Linked DNA regions of Mus musculus: all the other regions are linked to region 2. Evidence: chromatin contacts called from public Hi-C and promoter capture Hi-C data. All regions are on one chromosome and are shown on one strand. Each heading gives the region's core, a stretch centred on a gene start, on an enhancer-like site or on the middle of the called end of the contact. The rest is flanking DNA. Distances are from core to core; before and after follow the strand shown.

What was found. Promoter capture Hi-C pulls out the DNA fragments that hold promoters and counts their contacts. Hi-C and Micro-C count contacts between places; a contact is called where the count stands out from the background.
Region 1: a contact with region 2 is called in a Hi-C map of the G1E-ER4 cell line, with 1.9 times the contacts expected there. The contact joins the enhancer-like site here to the promoter of Klhl12 in region 2. A contact is called at or near these places in 10 of 39 promoter capture datasets (the 3T3-L1 cell line, HPC-7-derived erythroid cells, embryonic stem cells and 5 more), 3 of 484 Hi-C or Micro-C datasets (the G1E-ER4 cell line and embryonic stem cells), 1 of 115 datasets of contacts at active chromatin or transcription factors (embryonic stem cells) and 4 of 9 other capture datasets (adipose tissue, embryonic stem cells, liver and 1 more).
Region 3: a contact with region 2 is called in a promoter capture Hi-C map of embryonic stem cells. The contact joins the promoter of Adora1 here to the promoter of Klhl12 in region 2. A contact is called at or near these places in 2 of 39 promoter capture datasets (the C10 cell line and embryonic stem cells).
Region 4: a promoter capture Hi-C map of the HPC-7 cell line shows a contact between it and region 2, with 5 times the contacts expected there. The contact joins the enhancer-like site here to the promoter of Klhl12 in region 2. A contact is called at or near these places in 17 of 39 promoter capture datasets (the 3T3-L1 cell line, 3T3-L1-derived adipocytes, the C10 cell line and 13 more), 1 of 15 datasets of contacts at CTCF or cohesin (pro-B cells), 34 of 484 Hi-C or Micro-C datasets (B cells, CD4 T cells, the G1E-ER4 cell line and 27 more), 8 of 115 datasets of contacts at active chromatin or transcription factors (bone marrow-derived dendritic cells, bone marrow-derived macrophages, cardiomyocytes and 4 more) and 5 of 9 other capture datasets (adipose tissue, embryonic stem cells, liver and 2 more).

What each region holds. Positions count from the first base shown.
Region 1 is chr1:134,626,574-134,633,487 of GRCm38.p6, reverse strand. Kdm5b (lysine (K)-specific demethylase 5B) reads right to left here. Exons shown (of 27, transcript NM_152895.2): 24 at 6,112-6,223; 25 at 4,736-4,890; 26 at 2,735-3,055; 27 at 610-2,251. The coding sequence ends at 2,114. Among named protein-coding and RNA genes, the nearest start is that of Kdm5b, 70 kb to the right of the region's middle. Within about 2 kb of position 3,452, at least 6 of the 459 cell types and tissues checked have an H3K27ac peak or open chromatin away from gene starts, as enhancers often do. A contact at or near this core is called in the G1E-ER4 cell line, where this site is marked.
Region 2 is chr1:134,454,155-134,461,159 of GRCm38.p6, reverse strand. Klhl12 (kelch-like 12) reads right to left here and starts at 5,629. Exons shown (of 12, transcript NM_001311136.1): 1 at 5,495-5,629; 2 at 2,494-2,694. The coding sequence starts at 2,688.
Region 3 is chr1:134,230,889-134,237,329 of GRCm38.p6, reverse strand. It overlaps Adora1 (adenosine A1 receptor), which reads left to right and starts at 1,873. Exons shown (of 2, transcript NM_001008533.3): 1 at 1,873-3,315. The coding sequence starts at 2,975.
Region 4 is chr1:134,604,135-134,610,996 of GRCm38.p6, reverse strand. Kdm5b (lysine (K)-specific demethylase 5B) reads right to left here. Exons shown (of 27, transcript NM_152895.2): 11 at 6,374-6,555; 12 at 5,122-5,284; 13 at 3,190-3,309; 14 at 1,938-2,132. Among named protein-coding and RNA genes, the nearest start is that of Kdm5b, 47 kb to the right of the region's middle. Within about 2 kb of position 4,411, at least 5 of the 459 cell types and tissues checked have an H3K27ac peak or open chromatin away from gene starts, as enhancers often do. A contact at or near this core is called in the G1E-ER4 cell line, the HPC-7 cell line and pre-megakaryocyte-erythroid progenitors, where this site is marked.

The DNA.
Region 1 (6,914 bases), core at 2,203-4,702, 170 kb before region 2:
GAGGGCGCATATATAGTCCACTTGGCAGAGTGCTTGCCTGGCATGCACAAGGCCCTCACATTTGATCCCTGACACCACAGAAATTGGGCACAGTGATGCACACGTTTTAGCTACAGAATTAAAAACATCGTCAGAAGAATTCAGAACGAATTCAGAAGTTCAAGGTCACTCTTGGCTACAGAGCTAGATTGGACCCCATTAAAATTCAAATGAATAAGCAAAACAACCATTAAGACCCAGAGGGAACTCGGTGGTGGTGGTGGAACATGGCTTTAATCTCAGCACTCAGGAGGCAGAGGCAGGTGGATCTCTAAGTGAGAGGCCAGCCTGGTCTGCAGAGTGAGTTCCAGGACAGCCAGGCCTACACAGAGGGCTCATCTCAATGGGTGAAAGTTCTCAGCCATCAGACTGGGTTTCAGCAGCATCCCATCTTCTTTGACACATATTTACTTCCTTGGACAGTGCCACGCATAGGAAGCAGAGTCTTGCTTGTGCTCTCCCACTAAGGTGCACCCCAGGCTCAGTAATGCCCTCTTCAAAGCTTACTTTCATCCCCAGACAAGAAGAGACATCACAGCACTGCAGGACACTGCAGACCACTGGGTTATTCTTAAACAGATTTAATTACCTGGATTGCATAGGGGACAGTACATTTAAATTTTCGCTATTTCACAAACTGCTTTTTGATGTTTTATTAAAGGTCTGCTAACTCTGCCCACCATCAGGCTTATGGCTACAGACAGTGAGGAAAACAAGAGCTTGCAACAACTTAGGAGAAAAGTGAGCAAGAGCCTGTTCTGCTCACTGGAAGTCTTCCTCTCTGCAGATCAGGGGAAACTGGTATCGGCTGTCCACAACCAGAGAGACTGATGAAATTACATAGATGGCAGAGAAATCCCAGGCAGGCCCAAGGTCCCCCTCAACTGATACAACAGATCTGAGCCTCTAAGATGATGGACCACATCTCAACCAAACTTCCCTGTCAATTCAATGACAATAAAAGCATTCCATAGGAGAGCTGTCTTACAGTCTGGAGTGATTTGGGGACCACTCCAATATTCTGAGGGCTTACTGAAAAAGAACATGGCTTAAAGGACTGGCTCTGGTCTTTAAAGACAGGGATTCTTTATTAGTGGGGCATGAAGGCACAGGCCCACCCAGAGAATAAGGCTACAGAGTCTCCTAGAGCAAACACACTTCTGCGGCTGCCTGCCTGGGAAGAAGCAGAAGCAAGCAACCCTTCTGGTTCTGCAGGCCCACGAGGTGGAAGGGCAGAAGAAGCTGTAGTCTAGTGTTAGAATAGGACCAAGGATTTATTATTCCACAATATAAACTGCAACATTTGATACATTCTACCAAAAAAAAAAAAAAAAAAAAAGGGTGGGGGTGGGGGACTGAGTAGGGAGAAAGCCAAAATACAGCCGTGGCGGGCGATTACTTACAGCGCAGTCTCTTCCTAAATCACTAGTGCAGTGACACCAGAAACTAGACATTTGCTTTCTGTACATGAGCCAAATGCTAAAGCACCAACACACTGTTTAGAAGTTTGTTTTGTTTTAATTCCAGCCACTGAAACCAACATAGAAGTTATTGCTGAGATAAATAAACCTAGCCTACCAGAAAGGAAAAGGGGAGAAAGAAAGGAACAAAAACCCCAAAGTAAAAACTTAAAATCCCCCCAATGTGGTGACAGACAAAGGAGCGCGGCTGCTCTGTGAGGGTTACTGGAATTCTGGTGCCCCTGCTGGGCTCTGAAACTGAGTTGGACTCTTAAGCCGGCATATCCCAGGCAGAAGTACAATGTTTTGCTGTACACAAAAAGGTGCAAACTCCAATACCTTCGTAATCAGTAGAGACCCCTGCAAAAAACAGTCAGCATTTTAAACTTCAACAACCACAAACAGCTTTTAAGGAAAAAAATTACAAAAAAGTGTCAAAATTTTTTTAGTTGTTTTTTCTTTTTTTCAAAGAGTTCTGGAAAAATGATCCCATAAGGAATAGAAATAGCACCGTGTACAGGCTGGCTCGACCCCAGTCCTGTAGCTTTGCTGAGATTGAGGAAATCTTCTTTATTGGAGTCCTGAATTACATGAAGTGAGTGTGTGTTTTGTTTTTACTTTCGGCTTGGTGCGTCCTTCCCAGTACAGCGCACACAGATGTAGTCTTCCTTCTCTGCCATCTCTGGAGAGACACCAACACAGACCTGGTGAAACCACTGATTGCAGCTGCCATCACACTGGACCCAGTCCACCTGGTTACAAAGAGCAGGGAGATGGGGGGTTCAGAGGAAACAATGCCATTCAAAATCGGGCAGGCCGTTTGCCACTGTCCCCGCACTGGGGCCTCTGGCACAACAGCTAACCACAGGAGTGTAGCTGGGAGGCAGAGTCACTCTTCAGGTTGTGCCTGCTTTGGGGTAGACAGTGCTGCCCTGTGACAGTAAGCAAAAGGGCACTCACTCCATCAGCATCCCTCCCACCTTCTGAGCGCCGGGACGGTGAAAGCTGGAGGAGCGAGAGAAGGATAAAAGGAAGAACGAGAGTTTCTTCAAGAAAAGGAGGAGACCCAGGACGATGTTAAAAGCAGAGATTATCAGGAGGGGAGAACTGAGCAATCCACTCAGATCAGCTCAAAGCAGACAAGCAGAAGAGAAAGACCCAAGGAGACGAGGTCTAGCTTACAGGGTTTCTGAGTTAGGGGAAAGCGCGTCCTCTATGGCCCAAACCTCACTGACCTCATCTCCTTCTGGCTGCAGGCAGCTCACAGCTGGACAGATGGCATCTTCATCCTCAGAGTCCTCCTGTTCGGAGTAGGATGTGTCTGAGGGCAGGGAATGAGTTTCAGCATTACGCACTAAGTCATAGCTACGCTCTCTTTCTAACTTGAAACTGTCCATGTCCTTGGGGTGACTCAGTTTGATTTTCTTCTTTTGGGGGGTCCGCATGTGTTTAACTCGATCCCACCGCTCGCTAGGAAGGCCTTCTCTTTCTGGGCGCCTTTTCAGTTTCCTCTCAGGACTGTTGATTGCATCTCGTTTCCCTCGAAGGCAATCGTTCTGTGTGGGAGATGGCAAATTCAGTGTTAGCTCTCAGTTTGCCCGTTACCAAAACTGAACTAAAGAAATTTGCCCATTACCAAAACTGAACTAAAGAAAAACGTGCAAATGAGAACCCTGCATCCTAACCGCTGCTACCATCTCCACAGCTTCAGTCTCCACAGCCAGCTTAACTCCCTTCGCTCAGCACTGTTGGCGAGCTGGGGATACCAAACTTCAATGCGGCCTGCTAGTAACAGCAGAGAAAAGACATACACAGACCGTCCATTTTACCAAATCCTTAGGTGAGTAAGCATTTGTGAAGGCTATCTATCGCAACCTCACAGGAGTGACGACTAGGTTGGCTGTGGTCAATTTTAGGGTACCTTTCACCCAGATCTTGTTCCCTGTGACTCAGTCTTCCCTGGTGTGTTTCATCCTGATTACACTCTTGGGGACACTGGTGACGGCTCTGCGCAGAGCACAACCGAGCAGAAGCTGCTGCTGCTGCTGCTTTGGTTGTTTTGTTTTGTTTTGTTTTTTTGTTTTTCAAGACAGGGTTTCTCTGTATAGCCCTGGCTGTCCTGGAACTCACTTTGTAGACCAGGCTGGCCTCGAACTCAGAAATCCGCCTGCCTCTGCCTCAGTGCTGGGATTAAAGGCGTGCGCCACCACGCCCTACGAGCAGAAGCTTCTTAACAGTGCTGAGAGAGGGGATGCTACAGGGCCTGGGGAGGTGACTCAGCGGTTAATGTGTCCTCTGCCATAAAAGCAAGAGGACCCCAAATGTCAATGTCAATGCTCTGAGGCTGTGGTGGCTCGTCTGTGGTTTCAGCCTTGCAAGGCAGAGATAAGGGATTCCTGAAAAAAGTTAGTCATCTGCTATCTCTGAGTCCAATTCAGAGATCTAATCTCAATGAATCAGGTGGAGAGCAATCCACAATTCTACACATTAACACCAGGAACTGCATCACAAGCATATGTGTGTGTGTGTGCGCGCACACCTGTACATACACATGTGAAAGTATAAACATACCACACAAAAATACACACGAGCCGAGCAGTGGTGGCGCACGCCTTTAATCCCAGCACTTGGGAGGCAAAGGCAGGCAGATTTCTGAGTTCAAGGCGAGCCTGGTCTACAGAGTGAGCTCCAGGACAGCCAGGGCTACACAGAGAAACCCTGTCTTGAAACAAAAACAAAACCTGCAACATGAATGAAAGGGGCCCAGCAGACATTCCAGTGTCTGTCAGGTCTAGGATAAGCAGCTCAGCCTCCACAGCCGCAGCTCTGGCTACACTGATCTCTGACCTACAGAGATGAGAAGCGTCTGCTCGCTAGCATTCTTAAAACATTTATTAACAAAAAGCCCTTTCAGCTATAATTGTATTTTCATCTTTATAGCAATGCTTCTATAGAGGAAAATAGGTCTACTTCTCAATATTACCATTTGGGAGCAATAAGAAGAGTTCCTTAAAAAGAAAAAAGAAAAATGTAGATGTAAAAATCCATGACTGAAATCTAAGCTGTGACACCCAAATTGCTACCAGTGGTGCCAGTGTCTGTCCTTTTGTAGAACATAGCTGTGAGGCAGACAGTTTGTGTGCTCTCGTGGCTCAAAGACACAGCCACCCCCTTTGCAAAATAATTAGTGAGAAGGACACTGGCAAGCACAAGCTATACATCTTCGACTCACTCACCTTCTCACTGCTGGATCTAACTGGTGAACTTCGGTCAGCTTGCTGAACAGAGCTTGGCTTAGTAAGTAGAGTCTGATAAAGCTCCTGAATTTCAGGAAGGGATACCTGGAGCAGCTGGGCTTCCATCAGCAATTCATTCACTTCTGGACTCAAACCTGTTAACGACCACAGACAATCAGAATAGGAACGGAGACATTTAATACAAGCACTGGTAAGCCTGTCAGGGACAGAAAACCACCTCCACTCCGCCTTCCACCATTCCTCCTTTAACTGCAGTCGGTTTGTTAGGTCTTAATGCCCCTAAACCAGAGCAGGGCTAACGCAGATTCCCTACTGCGTTACAGGGGAAACACCCACTCCATCACAACTGACACATTTCACTATCTCCTAGAGCATGGAGGACAGCAAGGAGCTCAGACCATGAGACTGACCATGAACACCCTGAGGTAAGAAGGCTGAGGATGTAGATTCCAGTTGAAACTAGGCAAAATTCTAAGAATTGAGGATTATGATTGGTGGTACAGACTCATAATCCCAGCACTTCAGAATTAGAAATAGGAGGATCAGGAGTTCAGCTACATAGGAGTTTGTGACCAACATTAGCTAACCTCATCACACACACGCATGCACACACGCACGCACACAGAGGAAAAAGCCAGGTGTGATAGCTCACACCTGTCATCTCAGCACTTGGCAACAGGAGCATGGACCAGAACTTTAAGATCATTTTCCAGGGCCGGAGAGATGGCTTAGAAATTAAAGAGCACTGGCTGCTCTTCCAGAGGACCTGGGTTCAATTCATAGCACTAACATGGTGGCTCACAACTGTCTGTAATTCCACCCCCAGGAGATCTGACAGTCTACAGACACCACATACACATGGTACAGACATACAGGTAGGCAAAACACCCATACACACAAAATTAAAATAAAAAACAAATGTTTAAAAAAGAGATAATTTTGACTAAAGATTAAATTTAAGGCCACCCATAAGGGAATGGAAAGAGGTAGATTTAAAATATGAATGACTTTCAATATCCTCCAGAATCGCAAACAAGGTCGTCCATGACTTAGCATCTGCCCTGAATACACGGTGCTTGGTGCTAGATGGCACAGGACTAACTTAAATGTAGTCAAAATAAATCAGAATAGGTATCCTTTGTGTTTATAGATCTTCAAATATGATCAACATTAGAAAATGTACAGTAATATGTCTTCCTTGCTTTGTAGCCCAAATCCCGCCTCTGCCTCCACAATGCTCATGGTACACACATGTAAAACCATACTTGCTCTTTAGGATGCCAGATCATCTATTATAAAACCCTAGGCCAGATGGCCTTGTATCATCTAGGAATAGTACAAAATAAAATACAAACCATGGAGGGGGAGACAACTCTGTCCAGTAGAGAAGGGAGAGTGTAAATATGAGGTTCTGTTGTCCCAGTCATCGGGCAATGAAAAGGATGTTGTGCCAGGAGGCTGAGACACCTGATGGAAGACAAACACCTTAGTAGGAGGCTTTGGGTTTTTTTTTTCTTTTTTTCTTTTTTTCAGTAAGTCTCCTCTAGCACCTAAAACCCAGCCAAACCCACTCTCATGGAAACAAAGCCATCCAACTTTCCAAGTTAACTCAGCCTGACCCCAGAGAGAGAAGATCCTACCACCTTTCAGTGCTTGTGTAACTTTACGACAAATTACTCAGCCGGCGTGTAACCGTCATGAGCTGGACATGGTGGCACACCCCTGTAATCCTAGCACTTGGGAGGGAACAGCAGGAGAATCAGGAGGTTGAGGACATCCATGGTTCTATGAAACCCTGTCTCAGAAACCAGTCACAACTTTGTCCTTTCCCTTTATAATCAATCAAATTAACCTCTCAGAACACCCCTGGTCAAGAAGTGCACGGAACTCTGCAATATTTCATCAGGTGCTGCTACTCAGATGCCAGCAGAGGAAAAGCTCAAGTAGGACAGGCTGTTTCCAGTCCCTACACCTGTGCCCTGGGAATCACCCAATTCTGGAGCTGTCATCAGCCAGGCATGGGAATCCTGAACCTTTCACCACCTTTGTGATGCTTTGCTGGGGTCAGACCCCAGGCAAACATACTAGACTTATCTGTCCTCAAGCTGTTTAGAGAGATGCAGGGACAGCCTGGTCTAAACTCCTGTGCTCAAGTGAC
Region 2 (7,005 bases), core at 4,380-6,879:
GAGTAAATGACAAACATGGCAGTTTAACTGGGCCCATAGATATAGCTGTTATCCTATTTCCCTTTTTATCTGGGTCTAACAACTACTTCATTACACTGACAGGTACTTTTTTTTTTTTTTTTGTAAATTTTTACCTTATGTACATTGGTGTTTTGTCTGCAGGTATCTCTGTATGAGGGTGTCAAATCTCCTGGAACTGGAGTTAGACCCATAATGTGGGTACTGGGAATTGAACCTGGATCCTCTGGATGAACAGCCAGTGTGCTCTTGACCATTGAGCCATCTCTCTAGCCCCATGGTGATGGGTATTAACTAAAGAAAATACTGGTGGTTAGAGATACTTTTTATAGAGTCTTATCATAACAAGGCAGGATGACACACACCCATAATCTCCATACTTGATGAGGCTGAGGCAGAAAGATGGAGTATTCAGGGCCAATTTAGGCATTAAGATTCTTCCTCAAAAACAGACGCACATGCCAGGCAGTGGTGGTGCATGCCTTTAATGCCAGCACTTGGGAGGCAGTGGCAGGCCTGGTCTACAGAGTGAGTTCCAGGACAGCCAGGGCTACACAGAGAAACCCTGTCTTGAAAAACCAAAACAAACAAACAAACAAGCAAAACCAGATGTACACACACCCATACCAGAGGCTTGGAGAGACTGTTAAAGCACTTGCAGCACCCATGTCAGGTGGCTCACAACCATTGGAACTCTAGCTCTGGGGCATCTGATGCCCTTTAGACTCCAAGGGTACCCACTTGTACATGATGCCCATAAAATTCATGGAGGCACACATAAACAAAAAGCCTGCATAATGAAATAATTCAGATATATGTCTAAGTTTAAACATGTGATAATTATTCATATACCTCAACTTAAAACACTTATAAAGACTAGTTTAAATATTCTTATATTATTTACTTTTTAGAAACTTTTAAGCCAGAAGATAGTGGTGTATCCCTTTAATCCTAGCACCTGGGAGGCAGAGGCAGGTGGACCTGTGGGTTCAAAGCTGGTCTGCTCTATAGGGCAAGTTTCAGGACAGCTAAGACTACATAAACAAACTCTGTCTTGAGAAGAAAAAAAAAAAAGAAAAAAAGACAGACAAACACATACATACACTCAAGTACATTTGTGTACACACACACACACACACACACACACACACACAAACATACACATACACACCCCACGTGGGTCTCAGGGACTGGAATCTGGTCCATGAGGTTGGATGGAAAGTATCTTTACTTATTGAACCAGCTTGCTGTCTGTCTGTCTGTCTCTCTCTCTCAAAGTAATTTTGGTTTTGGAGAAAACATCTCATATAGTTCCAAATAGCCTAAAACTCTGTATGTAGGCAAGGATGGTCTTAATCTCGTGGCTTTGTGTATATTAGGTAATCATCAGACCAACTGAGCTACATCCCCTACCCTTGTTTGGGTGAGACAGGGTCTCACCAGGAGGCCAGCCTTGAACTCCACTTCCCCACTGCTGGCATTACAGCCACGTGCTATCTCACCAGGCTAAGTTAACACCACACAGCCATTCATTAAATCCCCTCTCCCCTCATTGGAAGTCACCCTGAAATCTGTATCAGTAGCATACTCATTTTCTATAATTATTGATGATTTTTTTAAAGATATATTTATTTATTTTATGTATATAAGTACCCTGTTGCTTCAGACACACCAGAAGAGGGCATCAGATCCCATTACAGATGGTTGTGAGCCATCATGTGGTTGCTGGGAATTGAACTCAGGACCTTTGAAAGAGCAGTCAGTGCTCTTAACCTCTGAGCCATTTCTCCAGTCCCCAAAATTCTTTTTTGTTTTTGTTTCTGTTTTCGAGACAGGGTTTCTCTGTGTAGCCCTGGCTGTCCTGGAACTCACTTTGTAGACGAGGCTGGCCTCGAACTCAGAAATCCGACTGCCTCTGCCTCCCAAGTGCTGGGATTAAAGGCGTGCGCCACCACCGCCCAGCAATTATTGATGATCTGAAGGAGAAAGCCATCACATGTCTTATTCAGAGCTTACCTATTTGACTACCACATTATACAGATTCACTGGTTTACCAGACTTTTTTTTTTTTTCCTTCCTTGTTGAGTGGTTTCAGGTGGGTGTTATTCTGTAGCCCAGACTGGCCTCAAATTTATGGTGATCTTCCCACTGTCAGGACTGTTAAATGTGAGCAACTATATCTGGTTTCAAATTTCTATTTTATTTACTAAGCATTTGTTTGGAAGTTCTAACAGGGAAGACACGCCCCCCCCCAATACTTTTGACTTTTGACTGTGTGTTGGAAAAAAATCCCCATTGATTGAGCAGCCCCTTCAGAAGACACACGTGACAGTGACAGCAAGATTAACCATGGTGACCAATTGGCTGACAAATGCCATAGCTGAATCACCAACACATGCTATTTTGTCCCTTGAAATAAGAGGACTGCAAGGTTACAATGCGAATTTCACTTAGGTAGCAGTGACTTGCATTTACCTCACTAGTGAACATGGCACAGAAATAATCACTGCAGGCGGCCAGCACAATCCGATGCGCAGGGAAGTCTTTCTGCTCCACTCTCAAGGTCACATCACAGAGGGTGTTGCTCTTCCTGAGGGAGTTCATGGAGTTGAGGATGGACTTAGCGTGAGTGTTTGTCATTATGTCTTTAGGGGCCATAATGCCGCCCATCAAGCACTAAGGAGAAAGAACAAAGGAGTCCTTGGACAATGTGGCTACAAGGGAAAAAGATCATAATGAAGAAGTGGGAAACCAAACACACAATTAGTTCTACAAATTCAGGAACTAAAAGGGTTCCTTAACCACAACTTCCACAAATACAGAGCACTTTTGACCCTGGCACCACCACAATCTGGCCAACACCGACCCCAGTAAAGGTTACCTCTTCTTTCTCCAAACTTAACATTCTATATCTTTGGATTCAACCCAGTAAAGAGCAAAATATTAAAAACTAAAGAACTGATTTTGAACATGTGCAGATTTTTATCATTTTTCCTAGTGAATACTATCTTAGCGTTATTACGCTGTGATAAAACATCGTGACCAAAAAGCAACCTGGGAGGAAAGGGTTATTTGTCTTACATATCCTGAGTCACAGTCTAGTGACTGGAACAGAGATGGGAACTAATATTCCAGGAGATAAGGTAGGGATGATGCTACAGGGTCAGGGTAGCTTACTGACTTGCTCCTCATGGCTTGCTCAATTTCCTTCTCTCTCTCTCTTGCTCAATTTCCTTTTCTTTCTTTTCTTCCTTCCTTCCTTTCTACTTTCTTTTCTTTGTTTTGATTTTGGTTTTTTTCTTTTTGAGACAGGGTTTCTCTGTGTAGTCCTGGCTGTCCTGGAACTTACTCTGTAGACCAGGCTGGCTTGGAACAGAGATCTGATTCCCTTTGCCTTCCAAGAGCTGGGGCTAAAGGTGTGCATCACCACCAATCAGCTAGCTCAGTCTACTTTCTTACAGAGGCCTGCAGTCCATGAATGGCACAGTGAGAGAAGCCCCTCCCGACCAATCACTAATTTAAAAAATGCCCTACCAGCTTAACTGCTTGCAGCCCAATCTTCTGCAGGCATTATCTTAATCAAGGCTCTCTCCTCTCAGATGACCATAGCTTTTGTCACAGATATAAAACTAGCCAACACAAATACAGTAAATAACTGTACTGTTTTAGATGTGATAAGTAATCCAGAACTTGTCTTGATAGGGTATGTAAGTGGTATATGCAAATACTATGCATTTAACTCTACATGACTTCAGAGCCAGGTGTGGTGGTATATGCAAGCCAAGCATTCAGGAGACAAAGGTAGATTTCTGCAAGTTGGAGCTCACCCTGGTCTACATAATGAGCTCCAGGCCAGCCAGGGCTCCATAAAGAGACTTTTGTTTCAAAGAAACAAAGTAAACAAAGAAGACCAGCACACTCAGATTTTGGTATCTATGTTTTGTTTTGTTTTTGTTTTTGTTTTTTTTTTTTGAGACAAGGTTTCTCTGGGTAGCCCCAGCTATCCTGAATCTTACTCTGTAGACTGGGCTGGCCTTGAACTCACAGAGATCCACCTGCCTCAGATTCTCCCTGGGATTTTCCTCCTCAGAACACTTTCTAGGGGATGCAATGAAGGTGCTTATGAAAACTGTCCTTTGAGGATGCAAAACTTTCTAAAATGAACCAAAGAAAAAAGAAACTATTCATCTAAAGTCTACAATCCTAATTTCCTAAGATTAAAACTGAGATTCTACATTGTCATCTTTTGTTCAGTAGCTCCTTCAAAAGGACTCTGGACACTCCCCCCCCCCCCCAAACTCTGCAACATGTATTTAACCAAAAACTGAGACAACTTGCTAAAGTAAATGCTTTTTGTTTTTAAAAGGTTTGCTTAAGCTAACATAGTTTCAAACTATGAGATGCAAGAAACTGGGGATTTGCTGAATTCTCAGGAGCTGAAGATTATGAAGATTTCCTAGTGTTCTAGCACAAGGCCCAGCCTGTGATTAAACTTTAAGATTTGTTTCATAAATGACAGTAACCTCAGGGCTGCAACTTTCCTCCTAGCACAAAGCCTGACCATATATTCACCATTCAAAAACTACACATTCTAGAACAGCTAATATGTAAATAGAGGGGTTCCATTCTAAATCATTCTAGAAGGAAGAAAAAAGGCAATGAGAGAGAGAGAGAGAGAGAGAGAGAGAGAGAGAGAGAGAGAGAGAGAGAGAGAGAGAGAAAGGAGTTCTCCCCTAAGAACACCAAGCTTACCATCAAGTATTAGGGAGACCTAGGTAGGCAAGGAGTTAGATATGCGGTAATCATGGAAGCTGCAACAGTATCTTGGTAGCTGTGTCTCCCGGTTAAGCAGGGACTACACTAAGGTTCCCATGGTCAAAATCTGTAAAACTGTATTTGGGATGTTCCACCAAGGCAAACGATACTTAACAAATTGCCAAAACCGCGTTAAAGGGTCTGCATTCTCAAAAGGCACTGGCTTCATTACAATGTGTTGGAGTTTCCAAATCTCCCACCCCATACCTTGCTTTTTTTTTTTTTTTTCAAGATTGCTGGGGATAAATGCCTTACAAGAGGAGGTGAAGACCACTATAATTTGGGAGGGAAAGGGAATTATCTTACCTTCATGCATGAATATACCTTACACCTCACTAATATTCTTAAGAAACTTCTTTAAAACCCCAATGCGCTACTGCCTACCTTCGGAGGAAGCCCACTCCAATCTTTGGAGTGTGTAGCTTTACTAAATAAACGTCCCCTTACTGTTTCTCAGCTGAATTCTTTCCTCCCAGGTTAAACCTTCTCCCGGGGCAGGCGGCAGCTGCTCCGGAGAAGCCGAGAAGGCAGCGCTATGCCTGCAGCGCCCCAGCTCATCTCCTACCGACCCGGGCTGGGGGGGGTACCCGGGTTGGGGGAAGGCCGCGCCCCCGGCTGAGGGCAGAGGGAAAGGCCGTGTGTCAGGGCCGCGCTCACTCACCAGGGCTCCTGGGCCGTCCGAGCCGAGGTGCTAGGCGCCGGGCTCCCAGGCGGCTGAGCAGCCGGAGCGCCGCCGCTGCCGCCCGGACCAGCCGCTGCGGAGCAGTCTCCGTGGTAAACTCCAGTCTCGGAGTACGGCGACCGCGCGGCATGATGACGTCACGCCACGGGAGGGGCGGGCCTCTCCTGGGTTACGTCACCTTAGGAGGCCGAGCCAAGAAGTCCTGCTTACCTGAGAGCTCAGAAAAAGAGACCTGAGAGTGGGTAGACGGGTGGGTGGGGAGTGCCGCGTGTGACAGTGCGCTGGAGGCCAGAAGGACCCAAGACTGGCGGTCCCCACGCGGTATGGCAGGCGCTAGGCTGCGTTCCTGCCACACTCGGGAGACCCACGGGGTTTCAGAGTTCTCTAGGTCGGTTTCTGAAGAATCAGGCTCCGCTTCACCATAGGGAGGACTTTCCCATCCCGGATAACCACAGGGTCCTAAATGTGCCTGTCACCATGAGGCGATTGCTTCCTTCACTCCAAGGAAAAGGAACTTGTGGATTGACTGAGCCACCAGAAATGGGTCGCAGTAGGGGAAACTGCAAAGACCCTTCTCAAAGAAGACGCCACAGCCATCTCCTCTCCTCTGACTCACCATGGTCGTTCATTAGTGCTGCGGTTCTTAGGACGTTTGCTTTTCGTTGATTTTGACTTTTTGCCTTTGGCTGAGAAGGGAAAGATGTTTCTTGTTCCAGTATAGATGAATGACTAATTGGATTATCCAGTTTTCCTTTGCACGGCGTTTGGTTCTTAGGGATAGTAAAGTGTAGTCAAGAGGGCAGCGTCTTCGTTTTACATAGTGTTTTCTTCGTGTCATAGCTTCTTGATCCCAAACTGTTCCTGACATTTAAATATGGTGGACAGAGTGCAGAATTGATAGAAAATGTTGAGGGCACTCTGGAAATAGTTGTTAAAATGATCAATGTAGATCTATTTTGTCTAGGTTTTGTAGTGTAGTCATCAGACTTCAGGGCAGGAATGCTTCCCCACCAAATCTGGACCCAGAACTACTACAGCAGATGAACTTAAGGTAGCTAGAACAGAAGCTAACGATCTTGGGCACCAGGCACATACATGGTGCTCATGTATACATGTAGGCAAACCATTTATGCACATAAAATCTTAAAATTACAAAACATATCTACTGGTTCTCCTGGTCTTCTCTGGCTACTTCTGCTTTTATATATGCATTTCCCCTAGTAACATCTTTGCCCTTTTTCTTTCATCTAGGCAAATGCTTTCCTGATGAGCAGAAAAACACACAAATTCTTTAAGAATTTCTGTGAGAGCTAGACATTACACGTGCATACCCACACTTGGGAGACTAAAGCAGGAGAGAACAAATTCAAGGGGAGAAAACAATAACAACTAAAGCTGAAAATGTGGCTGGCATGTGAAAGGCCCAAGACAGGTGAAGGTCAGAGGGTTGAGAGTTTCTTTGTTTTTGTTTTTAAGATTTTATTTATTTT
Region 3 (6,441 bases), core at 624-3,123, 220 kb after region 2:
CATCAGACTAGGACTCTGCTGGAGGCAGCGAAATTCGTGTGCGTGTGCTGTGTGTAGGGAGTCAAATGGCCATGGTAGGAGGTTCATCTAGTCAGGGGTCGGGGCATGTGTGAAAAACAGCAATCACGTTTGGCACAGGGTCCATCCAGTCCCTTGGGTCTTCCTGCTCAGCCTTGGTCCTCCCACAGTGTCCTCCTCTCCCTGAGGCCACTGGCTGGCCCCATGGTGAACTTGCCATAGGGCTGACAAGAAGCAAATCAAGACTTAAAAGAGGATCACAGATATAATTCAGCTGCAGAATGCAAGGCTAGCACACAAGAGTCCTGAGTTCCATTCCTCAGCACCAAGCCAACCAACCAACCAACCAACCAACGAAAAACTCACTTTGCCTAACACCGTGCTGGATTGTGTCTATCATTCCAGTATTGGAATGAGACAGCTAAAATGACTGAGTTCGAGGCCAACCTGAGCTACATAGCAAGTCTTTGTCTTAAAAAATTAAAATTAATTATGTGAAAGGCTTTATGCCTTAAAGGCCCTGAGTCAAGGAAAGAAAGAGCCAAGAGGCACAGATGCCATGCAGATCTCAGCCTCATGTCGCATGGTATGGGCAGGGGCAGGATGGCAGCTTGCTCTTAGGAGTAGGGAGGAATGGGAGGTAGGCAGGAAGGATGCCTGTCATGGATGAGCTGATCTTTTGTCATCAAACTCACAGTCCCCTGTTGTCTGAGGGTGGAAGTGGAAGTGAAGCCCTGGGTCTCCTGGAAGTGTCCTCCCCTCATTGGGCTTCTTTCTCTGGAGAAAACCGAATAGCTCCCACCCTTCCTCCCAGCCACCCAGGTTCCAGAGGAAACTGCTCCTTCCTGTGCTCCTGCAGCACACCCCAGCAGAAGTTGCTCTCCCTCCTGTGGGCAGAGCCCTTCTCCTCAGCTGGGATCCAGCAAGGGGGCAGCAGGTTGTAGGGTTTCCCCTAGCCTGACTCACCCAGCTACTGTACAGTGCAGACCCTTGACCAACAAACAGGATTTCTCAGGGTGGGATCTCTCTATAAGGCACTGAGAGGGAAGGCTTGGGGCTGTGCGTGAGCCAGTGATGAAGTGAGGGCCAGGGACACTGTGGGGGAGGGCGAGGTGGGGAGGGCACTGTGGGAAGGGCACTGTGCTGGTGCTTCAGTGTGTTAGTCTTTGGCAAGTTCCTTTCATTTCCCAGCCTGAATCTTTTTCTGGAGCACAAGGGATTGGACTAGATACTGTGTAGTCTTAGGTGCTGGGGCAGAAAGGAGAAGGAGAAGGAGGAGGAGGGGGAGGGGAAGGAGCATAGTAGTGTAACACTGACAGTGGGGGTCATTTCTCTGAGCCTCAGCATCCTCATCTGCAAAATGGAAATTACGAAGAGCCTGAAAAGCACTCTGAGCGATGGATGAGAAAGGGCTATGACTCAGGAGACTGCCTGCAAAGTAACGTGTGTGCGGGAAGCCTGTGCGCTCCTGACAGTGCTGGGACTGCTTTCCTGAAGAGAGTAGGTTTTAAGATTAGGGGAGGCGCCCAGATGCCAATGGTTGGTGGCGGTGGGAGACCAGAGAGGGGCCCTCTTGAGTCCCGCAGGTGATTAGGGCTTGGGCTGTCCGCCTGCTGCATTGAGAAGGGAGGGAGGGAGTAAGGGAAAGAGGGAACACGGGAATCGGCACCTCGGTACTGTCCCTGTCCCGAGGCCGGATCCATACATCACACCATTCGAGACGCTCACGTTTTCCCAGCTTTTCTCACACTGAATCACTTCCTTTGTTTAGAGGAGGGGGTAGGGGAGGAGACGGAGGGCGACGAGGGAGGGGCCCGCGGGTGCCGCCGCCGCCCCCGCCCCCGCCCCCTCCCCCTCCCGGTGTGCGGAGCCCGATTGTCACTCAGCTCCCGCGCCGGGGGCGACGAAGGCGCCGGCGCCAGAGTGGAGTCTCGGCTGGCTACCACCCCTTGGACATAACTGGCTAGCCCTGGGTTCCCCTGGCATCCTCTGAGGGAGCGACTGCCCAAGGTTTTGAGGTCTGGGGATACTTGGCTAGACAGTTCAGGTGGCCAGGCGCTCTGCCAGCTTTGGTGTGACCTTGGGTAAGTCTGTGGCTCAGTTCGTGCATCATGAGTGTGCAGGAAAGGGGTGGATGAAATGACTGGGGTGTCCCCCTTGGGGCAGTCGATGGGTAAGGATTCTGGGCAGAGCTGGAGCTGGACCAGGCTTCTGTTAAGAATCGGGCACCAGCGGCGTCCCAGGTGGGTGGGCACAGGGTAGGCGTGCGCGCACGCGGGGAATGGGAGCCGGTGGACCCGCCAGGTCCTGGGCTTAGTCCCTCAGAATCACGCCTGCCATCCAGTCCCAGGTACGAAACAGGGGCACTACCTCTTTAAAGGCGTCCGGGGCTGAGCCTCTGCCACACCATGTGATTGCTTGAAAGGCCGGGCTGGGAGCGCAGCGGCGGGAGCCTGGAGAACGATGAGCCGATGCGCGCGCGGTGCCCAGAACCCAACCCTGCCCGGCGCGGCTCCGGAAAGCCGCCCGGGGAACTTAGGGCAACGCCTTTGGGACCCCCTACCGGTTGGCAGGCAGGATGGTGAGCTCCTTGCCTCCGGGTCGGCGGACACCTGTGGGCACTGTGGATTCACAGGGGATCCTTGTGGAGTAAGTGTACAGGGAGCCACCTCACACCTGATACAAAAACCAGTGGTGGAGTGAGTGCTGCTATTTTAAGTTGCTGAATGGAACCTCTAAGGACAAGGGGAGGGGACAGAGGTTAAGCAGATAGTGAGCCTGAGTGTCTGGCCAGCTTGGGCAGGCACTGCATCACTTTACTGGGGCACATCTTCGCAGGGCTGCCTATGTCCCCCTCCTTCCCAGGCTGGCATCCCCACCGCAGGCTTCCTGACCACAGGTGCTGGCCTCGCGCCCCAGGGCGCCTGTCTGCTGATGTGCCCAGCTCCTGCCCACCATGCCGCCGTACATCTCGGCCTTCCAGGCTGCCTACATTGGCATCGAGGTGCTCATTGCCTTGGTCTCTGTGCCCGGAAATGTACTGGTGATTTGGGCTGTGAAGGTGAACCAGGCACTTCGCGATGCTACCTTCTGCTTCATCGTATCCCTGGCGGTAGCTGATGTGGCTGTTGGCGCCCTGGTCATCCCACTGGCCATCCTTATCAACATTGGGCCACAGACCTACTTCCACACCTGCCTCATGGTGGCCTGTCCTGTCCTCATCCTCACCCAGAGCTCCATCCTGGCTCTGCTTGCTATTGCTGTGGATCGGTACCTCCGAGTCAAGATCCCTCTCCGGTGAGTTCATAGCAGCCCAAGGTACTCTGTGCAACCCTGTGTGGGGCTTGGGGATGAGCAAGAGAAGATGAAAGTCAGCACACATAAGCCTCCTAGTCAGCCAGGTATTCTCCGGGCATTTGGATCCCAGCCCAAAGTGCCTTCCTGGGCTCTGTATGGGGATGTTCAGCAGAGCTGCAGTGAGAGAAACAGGAGGGGCTGGGTGTCAGAGAATTACCATCCTGACAGTGCCCATGACCTCAGTGCAGGGACCTGGAGCCTCTGCAACCAGAGAGTCTGAGGGAGCAGGTGAGGTCGGGCCTGGAGTGGGACTGGAACATTTGGAAGGGCTGGCAAGACAAGGGACAGCCAGTATAGGCTTGTGAATGATCTGGGTTCCACCGGACTGGGAAAGGAGGAGAGAAAAGCTTCAGGAGAGAGATGAGGACATGCAGAGGGTGGCACACCAGGACCCAGGGTGCTGCTGCTTCTCGGACCAGACCAAGCTGGCTTCCAGAAGGCACTGTTTAGCTCACTTGTTCGGCAAATGTTTCTGTACCAGCCAACTCCACCCTCCGCGCTGTCCTGCTGAGCCCAGAGGGCTAGTTGCCTCTGCCCAGCCTCCCCTGAGGCAGGGAGCAGGCTGGTGTTGCCCTTCCTGTTCTGGCTGTTGCCTGCGGAGATGCTTTTGCTGTTTCTAGGCAGCTCAGGGTGGGAAGCCTAATGGTGACACCCCTCATAGTGGGGGGTCCATCTCCCTTGAGGATCCCTGCCCAGGCCTACCAAGCCATAATCTTGGCACCAGGCACTGCCTGGGTCACCAAATGCCAGCAAGTGCCTGGGCACCCTGCCAGGAACTGGCTCTGCTGGGACACTCTTTTGAGTGTGTTTCCCCCTTCTTTGAATTCTTGTCACCAGTAGGTTCTCTAAGGGTGAGCTTTAGCCATCTTCAGCACCTGCTGTTTTATGCAGCTTCCTCCTTCCCCTATCTGGAACCTGGGGCCTCTGGCCTCCCTTGGCAGTGTGCCTGGGCAGGCCTGGGCACCGGTAGTCCTCCCTTTGGTCACGTTTAAGCACGTTTCACTTTTCCCAGCCTCTTTTCGTGTCACACGCTCCCTCGCTCCCTGTGTCCAGTGTGGGAGGCGGGGCAGGAACTGGAAGAGAGGAAGCAGGCTCAAGGGATCTCCCTGGAGTCAGGTGTGGAGAGCGTTATCCAACCATGTCCTCCCTCTGATTCCTGAGCCTGGAACTCCCCCCCCCCCCCCATGTCAGCCTCTCCCTATCACTCCCAGCCTACCTCCCTCACGGCCCCAAGGTTTCCCAAGGAAGGTGGGGGCACAGGCTGCTGCTGTTCCAGGGGAAAGGAAACAGCCCAGAAGCCTGGCAAGCTCTGTTCCCAGGGCCTTTCACGCTGCCATTAGCCCCGGGCTGCTGGCCTGTACCAGTCAAGCTAGTCTCAGTCCATTAGATGGGCTGGGCCTCAGTGTTCGACCATTACAACAGTGTGGCCACATTAGAAACGCACGCAGATGGGCAGACAGAGGAAGGCTGCTCAAGAAAGTCTTCCTGCTGGGTGGGTGCCAAGGCAAGTTACAGGCCCTGTCCTTCCTACCCGGTGGGCCTGGGACATTGAAGTGACCGAGCTGGTGGGAATTGCAGGCTCATTCGTCCCAGAGACAGCTGAGGCTACTTTGAAGCAAGTGGTGGTGGGGTCAAGGCTCTAAGAGTTGAGGGTGAAACACAAGTTGAATTTAGTGCAGGCCTGGGCGTGAGTGCTTTTATGAATGCCTAGCTGTGTCACCTTGGGAGAGTCACCTAACTTAACCTCTTGAAACTTTAATTTCTTCATCTATAAAAGGGGACAGACATAGTAATATGGCTGCTTGGAGTTCCTGGAAAAATATATAGCAGTGACTATTATTTCTGACATTTATTGTATGCAGACTGTAACTGAGAAGTTTAGCTTCATTATTAATAAATGCCTTGAATTGAGACTGGAAAGGTACAATGTTTCCCCCAACCCAAACACATGTGCTCTTAAATGGACACACACACAACCCCGCCCAAAAAGGTGTAAAGAACTGATAAGTTGTATACGTACAGGATTTCCCTCTCTCCATGGACTGCCAGTTCCTCAAAGGCAGTAACCGGGACAGCAACAACATCTTGTCTGTCTCTGTGAATTACCCATAATGCCCTGCAGCAGCAACAAACATATAGTCTTTGGTACTCTGGGTTTCCAGGTCACATGGGTGAGTCTCAAGCAGGCTTTTTGGGGAGTGTCTCTGTCTTCTTGTTGCAGCCTAGATCTGTCCTCCATTCAACTTCAGGACTCTGCCCATAACTGTCCCCCCTTGTTCAGCAGTGTCTCTGCAAGCGCTTCCCTTCCCTCCCTCCCCCTAGTGAAAAAGAACTTTCTCTCAAGTTAAAGCCTAGCTTCCAAAACAAGGTTTGTTGGCCAACATGCTGATCACTCTAGAGCCAGGCCTGTCACCACTCAGGTACCCTTCAGGAGGTACAGAATGCTCTGTATCTTTTGGGCAGCTGGAGCCTATGGGATGCCAGGCTTTTGAGCCCTCAGGCACCTGGCTCCCTGCCCTGATATGCTAAGCAAAGGTTGCCGTGGCCCTGGGCTGTGAGAATAATGCCACTGAGTGTTGGTGAGATGTGTCTGGGCATCTGGATGTAGGAGTCAGGTACACCTTCGCAGAGCAAGGATTAGGCTGGTCAGTCAACAGCAGGTTTTATTTCTTTCTACTTAGCAGAAAGCCGAGAGTAGAGAGAGTCACCTCATGCAGCGTGACCCAGTTACGTTATTTTTGAAGTTGAAATAGTTGATTGTCAATAATGTGTGGCCCTTTACATGTTGTGCACCACCCACCCACGCTGGGTAACTGAGCAGTGATTCCCTTCCCTCCTAGTGCCAGGGACTTTTCACCGTTCATCTCCCTACCTCCTCACCCAGGGCTGTCTTGGTACTCTGTCATAATTTGGTGTCTGCTCCAGCGTGCTCCCTGATTCTGTGAGAAGGCTGTCCTTGGCTAGATGGGTGGTGGTGAACTGTGACAGGGGTTTTTGGGTTAGACCTGAGTTTGAACCCTGCTGTGTTACTGGATAACTGTGCAGCCTTAAACGCCTTCCCACCCT
Region 4 (6,862 bases), core at 3,162-5,661, 150 kb before region 2:
GACAGGAGAGAAAGGAGGGTGGGAGGTTGGGAGGGAGGGAGAGGGAGAGAGAATATTATAAAAGTAATCACTAGCAATTTAGTACTAGCAACAAGTTAAATTTGCAGGTCTTAAACCAAGGTACTAAGGCAATTCAGAGAGAAGTTTTTAAGACATAATGAAGGGGCAACTAGACATCCATATGCAAAAATAAACAAAAACAACACTTTAGACTTGTGTCTAATACAAATAAAAGTTACTTAAAATGATCCCGAGGCCATTCATATTATAAAAGTGTGAGATACTGGAGAAAATCCTTGTGACTCTGCTTCTTTATTATGCACAATGTCTTAAGTAGGACACATAATAAACAAAACTTAAAAGAGGCAAGCTTGTAATCTAGTACTTAGAAAGTAGAAGCAGGAGGATACATGAAACACTATTAGAGGAGAGGAAGGGAGGGATGGAAAGAGGGAGGGGACAGACGGAAAGCAGCACTAGTGAAATAATATAATTTTATAATTAAAACAGACAAACCATGTGAAGAGATATTTTACAGAAACTGATACAAGGGATAAAATAAGGTCAATATAAATAAAATAAAGTATTACTACACGTCAATTAGAATTGCTTTTTGTCAAGAGTCATAATGGGACAAGCTAATAACTAGCAGGTGAATATCCTGAAATGGCCTGCTTTGGATATTATATGATCTGTGATAGGCGCACCCTTATTAAGCAAGGCTGTAAGGGATTCATTTTAGGAAAGATTCCTGCAATTAATATGCTTTTCCTGTTATTATTAAACATATATAACAATCACTAAGTAGTAGCACACCCCTTTGGAGCAGATCTCTGCAGATCCACAAAAATTTACTGTTTTGTACTAATGCTATATAGACAAATAGATGACTTAAGTCTTAATGATGATCCTTAAGAATTCCTAACATTATGTCTGTGATTAAAGCTCTTCTATAGAGGGACGGCTATTAGTTCCTCTTCTGAGAGTCAAAACTGCAATGAGAACTCTGCCAGTCTCCCAAGTGTCACCAGTTAATTGCTCTTAGTAACCAGACTTTCTCCTACTCAGAGCACATTCCAAGAGGTTGTAAAACAATTAACCAAAGGTCATAAAAAGGGAAATAGCTATTTATTATAGATGCTACGACAAAAGATAAAATATTGACTGGGTTTATTTATACAAAACTTCACTAATAAATTAGTTATGGTTTTAAACCTTCAGTGAACCTGTAGATCTGAGACAGGTGATAAATGTTTAGCCAGATAATTACTCCTAATGGATATGAATGTAAACATTCTCTGCTGTAAACTTCTATTTCAATTTATGATTTGATCTTTTTGTGTGAACTTGTGATGAACTTTGTACCATGTGATCATGTATTCTGAAAGATGTATAAGTGCTGAGGACAAGGAGAGAGAGAATTTTTTGCCTTTCCACACTTAGTCCCCGCTTAGGATCTTTTTGGCTTTCCCCTTAGTTTTCATAGGAAACTTTTTACAACTTAGTATAAACTCTATAACCACCTCTCTAAGTGTCCCAATTTCTTCCAGCAACTTCCTACTAGCAGGCCCAGCAGTTAGAGCCCAGCAGTTCTTGCTGAGCTAGAACAAAGGCCACACTGCTTAATCCTTTGTTAGGCTGTAAGTGTTAATCACCTTAGCCAGCAGTCTTTTTACCCTGAGAAAGAGCAAGAAAGTTTTTAGCTTTTCAGTACAGTTAAAGAGCTTGAAAGCCCGGGGCCCTCAGACTTTAAAGCCATCACCAGAGTCCTACTCTGTGACTATACCACTACCCTCTCCAGGCCGGAGGAGGGCTCCCGGCAGCTCTGTAGCCATTAAATACAACGTGGAAAAGCTTCTTAAAACAGTAGTAGAAAACACAACTTGACTTAGAAAATCACAGTTAATGACATGGAATTGGACTTCCAGAAATCTTACCAATTTCCGAACAGTTTCCCTTAAAGCTTTCTCGTCCTCGATCATGATGGCCATGTCCTTCTGAACAGTTGACGCTACCACAACGTCTAATACATCAGCCTTAGAAGCCATTTTGCATATCATTTCATCGTGGGAAAAGACACAATAACGGTGCAGCAAGCGATAATGCTCCACACACTGGCGGCCCAATGGCAGCTGTACACAGGGCACAAGAAAATGACATAGTCTTTTTTAATTTCTAAAGACTTCTGACTTACAATATCATATTACCAAATAATACAATATAGGTCAAAACACCTATCACTTATCAACCCTAAATTAGACTCAGATTCCCAGAGCCCTGGGTCTATTGTTGTGCTCTAAAGGTCTATCACATTAGGTAACTTATTTGAAAACTGGTTTAGGAAAAAGATATATTGATAATGAGTTACCGAGTAATGTGGAGTTTAACTGGTAATGTTAGTACTATTCCTCAAACAACAGTGCTAACCTGAAACCCTACCAAGTTTTAAGGCTGGAATATTTGTTACTAGTTTGCAAGCTTTAATAAGCTTCAGCCTTGGGCTGGAAAGATGGCTTAACGGTTAAGGACACTTGACTATTCTTTGCTGAAGGTCCTGAGTTCAAATCCCAGCAACCAATCTGTAAAGGGATTGACACCTTCTTCTGGTGTGTCTGAAGACAGCTACAGAGTACTTACATATAATAAATAAATATTTTTTTAAAAAAATCTTTAGCCATTTTAAAAGACACTTCAGGAAGACTCTTGCTACAAATTAGGTTTCCCAAAACCTGCTGAAGCAGGGTGGTTTACAATAAAGAACTCAGGACTAGCCATGGCAACACTGGGGGAAAAAAAAAAAAAGGCAAAGCACTGCTCTATCCCCTAAAATTTCATTAACAATTTGTACAATTTAAAAGAAGTATCTTGAGAGAGGTGGCTCAGCACTTAAGAGCAAGTGCTGATTTTTAGAGAGATTCAAAGCATACTTCTCAGTACCTATGTCAGGCTACTCACAGCTATCTATAATTCTCTGGCCAAAGGCATGTGCATGCACATAGGCATGCACACAGTGCATGTCTGAGTTGTCACACACTGTGTTATCCAGTGTCTTATCTCACTGTAAAATGGAAAAGATTTTGCATGGAATCCAGATGAGTAGCAAGGATATGTGACAGTTTTTAAAGCATTTTATGCTATTTCCACAAAAAAATGGTAAGATTTGAGAAAGCTCAAATACATAACACATACCCAATCAACAGTGCAGAAGTTAACAGCCTCGGCAAAATTAAAACCTTGGTTGAAGCCACTGTGGTAGGCTCTTGGAAACGTAATTACAAACTCCCCAGCACACTGATTCGTTCGATAAACCTACAGAGACAGGAATGAGCAATTAAGGTTTTACAGTAACATTCTCAAAGGCAATTTAGACATAAACTATCAGATGATTTCTCTAGACAAATAGGACAGGACTACACACACACACACACACACACACACACACACACCTTATATCAAAACTGAGGGGGAAAAAATTACTGTTAGAATCATCTGGTTTCTGCCACAAGATGGAGTGGTATACCACACTAACAGAACTAAATAGCCTCTGAACTGAAGTCAGTGCTCTTACCACAAAAATAAGAAACCATCTAAGAGGCAAGAAACATCTTTTTTTACAGATACAATCAGGAATCTCCCAAGGTTCAGCCGTAAGTGAAGCAGAGACAAGAGGATCTCTTGAGTTGGAGGACAATCTAGACTTCATAGCAAGTTCCAGACCAGGAATGAAAAATCAATCCATTGATTTCCCAAAGCCCTAAATCTAGCCCCTACATTTTATTCCAATATTGACAAACTTGAAAAATCAAAGAGAAATGTTAACAATGAAGACATAGTGAATGTTTTGTTCTTTTGTCATTACTTTATGGTCCACAAATACACTCTTAATGGCCCTCCATAAAGTCCTCAGAGATTCTGTCTGAAATATCAAGATGGATGATCCCCGAGGAACAACAGCCAAATGCAGACACACACACACAACACCGTAGGTGAGTGAGGAAGGGGGGTTGAGGGGGTGGAGGACTCAGTAAGCAATGTAAAACAGCTCTGGCAACGAAGCAGCACCAGGACAAAATGTAAACCTAGTATCTCAATTCTAAGGCTCTCGGTTCAATTCCCAGCACCACCGTCAGAATGAGTCATGGGGAGCATTCCATTTTGGTTAATCACGAGATCCCACAATTCACTGTCACTTCTTTTTTTTTTTTGATGGATTTATTATTACACTATAGCTGTCTTCAGACATCCCAGAAGAGGGCATCAGATCTCATTATGGATGTTTGTGAGCCATCATGTGGTTGCTGGAATTTGAACTCAAGACCTTCAGAAGAGCAGTCAGCGCTCTTAACCACTGAGCCATCTCTCCAACCCTCACTGTCACTTCTTTATGCTGTATTGGAAATGAAATCCAGGGCCTGTTCTTATTAGATAAGCACTCACAAACATCCCTACTAAACTTCCTCTTTTAGAGCGGAAAAAGGCATAGAAGACTGACACCAAGAACTGGAAAAATGGCTCAGTCAAGAGCACTTTATAAATTTATATTTTTATATTCATAAGCTTTATAAATTTGTAATATTAAAGATTTTAAAACCTGAGCTTAGCTCTAACTGTAACTAGCTAGCCATTCTCATAGTAAATTCTCATTTCCATTTGACAGGTCACTTTTTATCTTTTGTTTACTAAACTTATAAACAAAACTTACAGGGGCTGGAGAGAACCATCATTGATGAAATCTGATGCCCTGTTCTGGTGTGTGAAGATGAAGACAGTGACAGTGTACTTACATAAAACAAGTAAATAAATCTTAAACCAAAAAAAAAAAAAAAAAACCCTTACAGAACAGAAACCATTAGTGGCCATGGCTATACAGTCTCCCACTCACTGACCGGTAGACTAAAGTGAGTGTTACTCATCTGCCGAGCAAGTCATTAGTAATGTAGGAGTTTAGAGTTTCTACGCATCTGGCCCACTGGGAGACTGCTATAAAGCACCCAGCAGCTGCTTCTGTTATCAAGTTATATTATGGGGGGGAAAACACCAAATAACTTTAAGAAGAAAAGCAGGGGTGCTAGGGAAGCTGTGCACGGTGGGTGGGGCGGCAAGAAGGTCAGCACGACATACAGGCACTTCATGAGTCATCAGAGTGTTGGGGTTCATGATGGTCACCAGCTGGTGGAGCAGGTCCGGCTGGGACACAAAGAGCTCAGGAGCGAGCTTCTTCATCACGTTTTCTAGCTGCTCAGCAGCGTAGCCTGGAACTCCATACCAGGTTTTTGGCTCACCCCTAGAAAAAGATCAGAATCCATTAATTTGTAGCATAACACACAGCAACAGTTAACTAGATCATATTCTTCTGACCTACAAACAAACGTTCAAATCAAACAAGTATCAGGACAAGCAGGAGTGGAACACTCAGTGCATTTCCCACCACTGCGAAGATGGGATTGAGGTCCTCCCAGATCCTACTCTACAAACATGGGAGAATTTAGAGTTTCTAAAAAGATAAGGAATCACATTTGACTCAGCACAGTTACTACAGCTCCCTCCCTACAGCAACCAAGAAGGCCTGCAACTTCCATCTTCTTTTTCCTTGCCCATTCTGGTGAAAAAAAAAGCTTACATCAAATACGAATAAGGCAATTATTTCTAAACAACCCTTATTCTTCAAAACACTTTAAATTGTTAACCAATTAATCAGTGCCATCTCTGTGAGGTATATAAAACATCATCTTCCTGTTACAGCTGGGTAATGCCAGGGGAAGCACAATCATGTTGACCATCCAAGTGCCAGCTCTCGTTCTTGTGGTACATTTTCTGTAGGATTCAAGTGAGTTAGGAATTTTAAAATACTTTTGCATGTGAAAGTAGAAGAAATAAGGTGAGGGTATTACAGCTGTAGGGAAAAAAAGGCTTTAGGTGAAAAGTTTAGATAATAAAGTAATAAATGTCTGCACAGATTTGAGAGGTATTCTAAGTGTTATGATGTCAAAAAATCAGCACAACAAAAGGAAACTGATAGTCCCAAGTCCATGCTCCTCCCCAAAGGGATATAGAGGTTACCATGACATCAAATGAGAATTCTGGTAGACAGCGGTGTGTGTGTGTGTGTGTGTGTGTGTGTGTGTGTGTGTGTGTGTGTGTGTAACTTGTTCATAAATACTATTCCTAGAAACATCCTATACTTGCAAAATAGTGTATGATTTCAGAGGACTATGTAGAAGTCAAGTGACCTAATCAGATAGGAAACCTAAGGTAACAGAAGCTAAAACAAATGGAACTTGAAATTCTCAGTCATGAACACATTTCTGAAAGAAAAAGTTTTCTTTCCTGCCCAGCTTAGATAGTCCTCACAGACTCCATAAAGAATTCTCACCAGTGTAGGTAGTTGATTGAATAGCTCCAGTGGTCTTCAATGTGCCAACAGAATGAAGAAAAGCACATGCCCACATACAACCAGGGGAGTTTCATGCCACATATATCAGCAGTAATATGAGCAAGGACAGACTGCTCCATCACTGGCATGTTGTTCAAATTCCAGCCACTATCCAGGTATTCCTAAAATGAGTCAGAAAAAAAAAAAAAAAAAAAAAAAAGATAAAGTTTTAGCTATATCATACTAACAGTTCAGAAACATGGTTTTGTACCTTTTTTTTTTTACTGTATTTACTTGGGGGTGGTTCATGTGGACAAGTATAAGGAGGTCAGAAGGGGGCACTAGAGACAGAAGCTGTGAGCAGTCTGGTCTAGGAAACAGCTGGGGTCCTAAGGAAGAGAATCAAGTGCTCTTAAAACTGCTGTGCCATTTCTCCAGGCCCTAGAATTCCATGTAAGTTGTCTACAGAACTCCTTCAAAATAAAATGA